Regions from separate parts of the Columba livia genome. Here region 1 is linked to region 2. A link is a contact called in public Hi-C data. All regions are on one chromosome and are shown on one strand. The core of a region is the stretch at or near the end of the contact, and the rest is flanking DNA. Distances in the headings are between cores, read along the strand shown.

The links. A called contact is a pair of places that touch in the nucleus more often than the background predicts.
Region 1: a Hi-C map of crop shows a contact between it and region 2, with 1.7 times the contacts expected there. The contact joins the promoter of ABL1 here to the promoter of PRRC2B in region 2. A contact is called at or near these places in 2 of 2 Hi-C or Micro-C datasets (crop and liver).

What each region holds. Positions count from the first base shown.
Region 1 is chr19:4,869,381-4,873,103 of bColLiv1.pat.W.v2, reverse strand. It overlaps ABL1 (ABL proto-oncogene 1, non-receptor tyrosine kinase), which reads left to right and starts at 1,843. Exons shown (of 11, transcript XM_065035191.1): 1 at 1,843-2,780. The coding sequence starts at 2,645.
Region 2 is chr19:4,632,221-4,635,820 of bColLiv1.pat.W.v2, reverse strand. It overlaps PRRC2B (proline rich coiled-coil 2B), which reads left to right and starts at 1,754. Exons shown (of 32, transcript XM_065035788.1): 1 at 1,754-1,968.

The DNA of each region.
Region 1 (3,723 bases), core at 594-3,093, 240 kb before region 2:
TCTGCTGGGTTCAAGAGATGTGACCCTGGATTTGTCTCAGCAAAACGTACCAGAACTTCTCTCTCCTGTGTGTGTGTAGCACAAACAGCCTCAGTACCAGCAATATGAGTCACTGATGGAGAAATGCAATAGAAAATGGTTTGGGATCAGTCTCCTGGTTAAGAATTAGTGATGTGGGAGCAGACGGGCACAGCAGAGGTGGAGGATCCCTTAGGGCCCTATGAAGTGCTACATTTCAGATGCTATTGTTGGAAGATGAAAAACACGCGTCTGCCAGGGACCTTGAATATGGCGTAGGAGACACCGAGTATGTTTGGATTTGTCACAAGGGAGGAGTCAGTATAAACAAACCGCTCTGTGTCCAGATGGTTACGCTGAGCAGGAGGCTACTGCACAAAATTGCATTTGTGTGTCCTCCTGTTGTTGAGTGGGAGCAGCCACAGACCTTTGACCAAAACACCCTGACCTCAAGCTGCTGCCTCAACCCTCTTCTATTCCCAAGGTGAACTGGAGAACGTATGAGAAACTAAATATCTTCAGCGTCGCCGTCTGTGCTCTCTAGCTCGGGGAATGCGTGTGCTGCACAGTGCAGGCTGAAATTGGGGGTTTAATTTCTTCTTTGTAGCAAATGTTGCAGGAAAATAGATCAATAAAATATCTGTCAAATTCATTGGCCTCCGTGGCTGGTTTTGGCATCGCGTTGTGCGTGTGCTCTGACAGCGTTAATAAGGCAGGGAGATCCTTTGTGCCAGCAGGGTGGCCGATCCCGGGTTGTGGAAAAGCTGATGGTTGTGCAGGCAGCTGACCTGGTGAGGATCCCTTTGTTCCTTGCCCATCTCTGTGAGAAATCCAGAGACCTGGGAAGGCTCTGGTAGGTTTGAGAGCCAAGGAGCTCTTGACAGATCTCGGGGAAAACAACTCGGGTGGCCCTTGCAAAGGGGTAAGGGATTTGACATGAGCCTTCTGGGCCCTTGGCTGGCATTTGTTATACTATAAAATCCCTCTTCCACCTGTCCTTTCCACCATCTTCACCTTCATCCCACTCCCCTTAAGGTTTCCATCATCACCCCCTTCGTGCCCTCCCCATCCATCTCATTTTCCCCTCTGGCCCCTTCACAGCACCATTTCCCTCATGGCTTCACCCTGGCGATACCTCTGTGTCCCTGTCCCCTCACTGCTCCCCGTCGGTGCCTCTTCATGGCTCCCCTCACCCTCTCCTTCACCCCACGCATCCCCCTGCTTGGTCCCTCATTCCCCTCCGAGAATTCCCCCCCCCCCAATCTCCTCGGGCTCTTCCCTCACAGACCCCACGGCCCCATGTTCCCCGGGCTGCCCCTTCTCCGCCCGGCCCGTTCCCGTCATGGCGCCGGGCGCGATGGAGCAGCGGCCGGGCCGGGCGGGAGGCGGGGGCGGTGGAGGAGGAGGGGCCGGAAGGGGATGTGACCGCCCGCCCCGCCGGCCGGGGACGGGGCTGAGCCGCGCCGGGGGTTCCGGGATCTCCCTCGCCGCCTGCAGCCGCCCCCCGCCAGTCTCGCTCCGCACCGCGCCTTCCTCCGGCGGCAGCACCCGGGGTACCCCCAGCCCTGCGGCCCCTCGCTCCCCTCCTCCTGCCGGCTTTGGCGGGGCTCCCCCCGGGCGTGCGGCCGCCTGGCCCCACCGCCCCCCGCGCGTCCCGCCCGGGCTCGGCCCCGCTGCCCGCCCGGGCCTTGCCCGTCCCCGGCCTCCTCCGTGGGGATGCAGCCGGCCCGCTCCCCCCCGCCTGACCTCTTCTGGCTGCTGTGCAGGAGTCGGCCTCCCGGAGCTCGTCCCCGGCCTCGCAGCCCATCCCTGGCAGCCGGTTCCGCCTGAGGCGGGCAGCAAGGCCGGGAGGGCGGCCACCTGCTCCGGCCCGGCCGCCCCAGCGTTGCTTCGACGCCTCCATGGCCCCGCATGGCCCGCTGGCCCGCGGCGCCTCGGCGGGGGACAGGTAGCGGCGGTGCGGGCAGCCCCAGGCCTGCGATGGGAGAAGCCGAGGCGGCGTGAGGAGCCCACCTGCCATTCCCCTCGTCCCCGGGAGCGTGTGGAGCCCACCAGGCCCGGAGTCCCCTCCGCTTCGCCTCGTGAGCTGGCATGGCTTCGGCGTGCTCGATCCCGCTAGATCGCAGCGGTACTTGAAGGCAAAGAACGTGGCTCTTTGGCCTTCGCAAACTCAATGCTATGCAAAAGAAAAGGAGGAGGAAAAAAAAAAAGAAACCTTGACACTGGTTGCAGCGGGAATGGCTGTTTCCTGCCCTGGGTGAGCCTAGGTATGTTTTCTTGCTTGTGAGATGAACTAATGCTGCTTTACCTGGTAGAAGACACACTACAAATGGCAGCCTGAAACTTTGGTAAGGCTTGGTCATTACTAAGCAGTTGGAACTTTTACTCTTTTTTTTTATTTTGCCTAAAGTCACCTGAGGAGCCTTGTTGTCATCTTGAAAGCACTGGAGGAATCTGCGCTTGTCTTAATTCTTCACCTCAAGTGACTTTATCACGCAACAAGTGCAACCAACGCACCTACCTAAAATACATTCTCCTTCAAAGCTCCTTCCCAGCCTGGAAGATCAGGGATCACAGACTTCTTGAGAAACTTCTCATCCTGGGAAAGGCTGCCCATAGTTACTTTATGGGGCAGCAGCCTGGAAAAGTTCTTGGGGACCAAAGGAGGCCAAGTCTGCCTGCCCTGCACTTTATCAAAGGAGCAGGGAAGAAGGAGTCATCGAGGCATGGGGGCCCACACTGTAACGTCTTCGTCGAACATGGTAGGATGTTTCTGCTGGTATTTCTTTAGGCTTAATTTTGTTTTGCTGAGATAGATACAATATGGATTTATTCAAGAGTATGGTATTGTATTTTATGGTAGTCTTTTGTTTTCTCCCCCTGGCTTCTTAATGCACATCTTCTGTGATTGTTTGTTAAGAAAATACTCATGTCAAGATTGCTTGTTATTGTACAGCTAAATGTGAAATACAAGGAAGTAACATTTTAACATTGTAAAAGCTTCTCATTTCTGCCTCAGATATGTTCTGGTGTAAAGTCTGGGAAAGTGTTTTATATTTTTGGAGTTGTGTCTTTCGTGGGTATGGACCAGCCACAGCTGGTGGTGATGCTGTGGTCAGTGACAAGTGTTCTTTAATTCTCTTTACAAAAAGGACTCTGCTACTTGGTGGGGGAAAAAAAACCCGAAAGACTTCTTTTGGAAAGTTTGTGGATGCTGCTGTTGTGACAACTGATTGGAACAAAACAGTTTTCTTTATTTGTGTAGTGCTTTTACAGCACTTGCTGTTAGTGGCTTGCCATAGCTGCTTAAGCCTTCATCTTGTGCTGTGATGGATTTAAGTGCTAGAAGCAAAATGTGGCCAAGTCGGGGGTACAGCAACCCTGTCACTTGCTGGTCTCCCACAAAGTAAAGAAGCCAGTTGAAAAAGCTCAGTAGGACTCAGAGGTAGGTTCAGTAACTGTTTCAAATGTGTTGGTTTTTTTCTTTCTTTCTTTAAAAATATTTATAGATTGAAGGCATCTCTACAAAAACGAGATGCAGAAGTGCATTGTTTTACTGAAATGGCTTGGAGTAATCCCTGCTTTTGCACAACGCTTTTTCAATTCTAATATTCTTTGAGAAGACATGCTACTGGTTGCTATCTTTGGTTGGAGAATGGGATTTTTATAAAGCTTCTTCAGCTATTTTGTCCTCTTGAGGAAGTT
Region 2 (3,600 bases), core at 505-3,004:
CAGAGTGAAATTTGCTGAATATGAAAAGCAGCAGCCCAAATCTGAGTGACCTGCAGTTTCTCTCGTGGAGGACAGTGATAGTGAGGTTTGTACAGGCAAGCAGCAAGTCAGAAGAGCTATTTGTATGTGTAAGCGTGTGTGTACTTGTCTGACCGATGGAGAAATAAAAACTAAACACCCCTAATTGATGCCCGGCTGCCCGGGGAATCGGTGTGAGTGGGAGTTTGCTCATGTCAGGAAGGAGGGTGGGCATAAGGAGAAAAATGGACAGCATTGGCCTGATGTCTCTAGGCAGAAAAAACACACTGTGGGAAAGAGGAAATGAGACACCAAAGGGGCAGGAGGAGAGTGTAATACTTTGATATCCAGAAAAGGAGGGGATCTGACAACCAGGTCGTGGTTGTCAGCAGTGCTGGTGCGTATCTTGGTAGCTCAGTGCCTGGCAACTTCGATAGCAGCACAGATCAACTGTAGGAACATCACATATGGTCCAGAAAGCTGTTCATGCATTTCCTCCCCCTCCATTACTCCTGGTGACTGTTTGAGATCAAACACGTCTCTTGAGCAGTGATCTAGGTCTGACACTGTTCCTGTAACCTGGGAAGAGGTGAGGACTCTTTCTACTGAGGCACTGCCAGCCCCAGGGAAACGTGCTGCAAAATCCCTCCAAAGCCGCCTTCCCTTCATGGGCAAGGACAAGCAGGGTGACAGCACATGACTGGCCCAGGTGCTTGTGCCACATATATATTATGCCATTCTTGCAAACTGCTGGGCAGTCCCTAAGAAATAATGCATAAATACCTGCAGTCTGGCCTTCCACTGTGAAATATGTCACCACTAACAGGCACCCATGTGAGTTTGTTACAGGAAGGGGAATTAAAGGGAGACTGGTCTGTCCTTGTGTGCAAGGAGACCACGTCTACCAAGCTATGAAAACCCCTGGGCAGAGGAACTGCATGTTATAGCAAGTTCTACAACCAGATCTTTAGTGCCAGTTTCTGGCCAGGAACACTCCTTCGTGCTGACCTGAAGCTCTTTTTGACCCAAGCAAGGACCACGTTTGCCTCGTGAAGCTACTTGTATGTTACAGCTTGGGTTTTTTGGGACAGGAGTGTTCGCCTTACTCCACTGAATTGATCACCATTAAGGAGAGAATAAATTTAAAAGTATTAATATATCTGAAATCATTCCAAGGGGCAGTTCCTCCGGGTTGCCTTTGAACCTGCTGCCCATTAAACCAGTGAGAACCACCAGTCAGGCTTCACTGGTATTTATTTTTAAAATGTTCTTTAAACTTCAATGATTGTTTGCTGCTACCTTGTCTACAGTCATGCTGAATAAAGGTATAGCTAAATGGAAAGTTAAATGTATTCACAAAGTGTCAATGTCTACATCTTTTTATTTGCAGTCTCGCAGAGAAACCAAAAGTAACTACAAATAGCGCCGTGCTAGAAACTGGTTTCTTGACCAACAATGTCGCTTCAGCACGCGATGAGCTAGTTCACTCTAAATTGGTCACAGTTGTTGACAGTAAGGGGCTTTGCATTTGAATACGGCACGTCTTTTGGTCCATGCGAAAACAAGTTTGAACGTTAAATATTTTCTGACACTTCGGAGTTACTGTTGCTCAGCCCTCGGGCTCGTGTGGCGCCGAAAGGCGCTGAGGCCCGACGCCGCCGCCACGGCCGCCGCTCTGCGCCTGCGCCCGCCATCTTGGGCCGCCCCTGCGGTGCCGGCGGAGCCCTGTAGGCGGTGCTGTGCGGAGGGTGGAGGCAGCGGCGGCGCGGCGCCCTCCCGCGCGGGATTGACAGGCCGGGCCGGGGGAGGAGGAGGGAGCGGCAGCCGGAGCCCGGATCGCCCCGCATCCCGCCGCCGCCGCGCAATCCGCCGCCATCCGCCGCTCCCTGAGCCCATCGCCCCTCCGCACCCGGCTCCCCAGGCAGTCCCGGCTCCCCGCCACCACCACAGGTGGGTATCGGGGGCCGGCGGCGGCGGCGGCCGCGGATATTTGGGGCGGTGAGTGGGGCCGGGGGGGAGGAGGAAGGGGAGGGAGAGGGAAGGTGGGACGAGGCAGCCCTAAAATGGAGCCGGAGCCAGCGGCTGCTTGCGGCTGCGGCACCCCGCGGCCTCCCGGCTCGGCCCGGCGCAGGGGAGGAGGTGGCGCAGCCCTGGCGGGTCTCCCGGGCCGAGGCCCTGGCTGTGGAGGACCAAAGCGGCTTTGGGGGCGGCCCCGCCACGTCGGGCTGTTGTAGCCGCCGGTGTTTATTGTGCGACCCCCCGCCGCGGGGATGGAGGCGCCAGGGGCGGCCGCAGGGCCTGGCCGGGCCGGCCCCATCCCCGCTGAGGGCCGCGGTGAGGCCCGGGGGAGCTGGCGGGGGCCGCCTGGGCTTGGGGCCCGTTGTCCGGGCTCCTGTCCCCGGTCCGGGGGTGGTTTTGCGGGGCGGGTGTCCGGAGCCCCCCCCCGCCGCTCCGCTCCGCGGCGGGGTGCAGCAGGGGAGAGGGAACGTGGGGTGCGGGGGGCTCCCCGCTGCAAAGACAGCTTGTTTTTCTTCGTCGTCTGGAGTGTGACACAAAGATATTTTTGTCGCGCCGTGTGTGTGTGTGTGTCTCAGCAAAACAAGGCGGGGGGTGGCATCCAGAAGGCTCGGTGGGTTTGTTATTCTGTGGAACCTGCAAAAGGGCTGTTGGGGCCCAAAGATGAAGTGCGGGGGGGGGAACAAGGACGGAGTTTGTGCGCTTGGTGCTGGGCGAGCTTGTTAGGTAGGTCTGAAAATAATTTTTTGTTTGTTTAGGATGGAGATTTTCATGTCTGCGTGGGAGCAGATGTGCTGCAAGCTGGGGAAACCCTAATGCAGCTCCTAGGACCTGTACTGTGCATCTTCACCGGGGGGTGGTCGGTCTGCTAGTGTTGGGTGTGAACTAGGAGGGTGTTTTTCATTAAGGTGGTTCTGAAAACCTGCTGATCCCCATAATTCAAAGCTGGCGAAAGGCGTTTGGATGAGCTGGGAGTTGTGGGTTTTGTTAGGAAAGTTGTTTTGGTTTGGTTTTGTCTTCTGAACGTGCAAAGGGTGTTTAGAGTATCAACTCATCGAATATTTGTATATTGATGTTGCTGGTGTTTGATGTTTATTTATATAAGAAATAGAAGTGTTTGGGAGTTTGGTAATTTTGTTTCATTCCAGGAACAGGTATAAGCACATTGCAGTGTCTACATCGTCTGCTCATGAGAAAGGCTTCCCACCCTTTCCAGGAATGAATCCAGGTTTATAGTGGAAGTTTTGGTTGTGTTAAGTCTTGTCTTGCAGATGCACATGGGGGCGTTCACTGGAATGGACCCTTTCACGATGGATAAATAGCTGGTCCCTGCCTTGGAGAGCCCAGGTTTGGAGAATCGACTCCCCATGAGTAGATTTCTCACATATAAACTGGTGAGGATGTGGCTTGTGGACCTGCCTTTTCCACACCCTTTGCACATTCAGTTGGCTTTGGGGGAGTTAAACCCCGGTGTCCTGAAAGCGCTGCTCTGGGCCAGGGGATGGAGTCGCCTGGAAGAGGTGGGGAGAAGGGAGCTTGAGACCATATTGTGAAAGTGGAATTTAA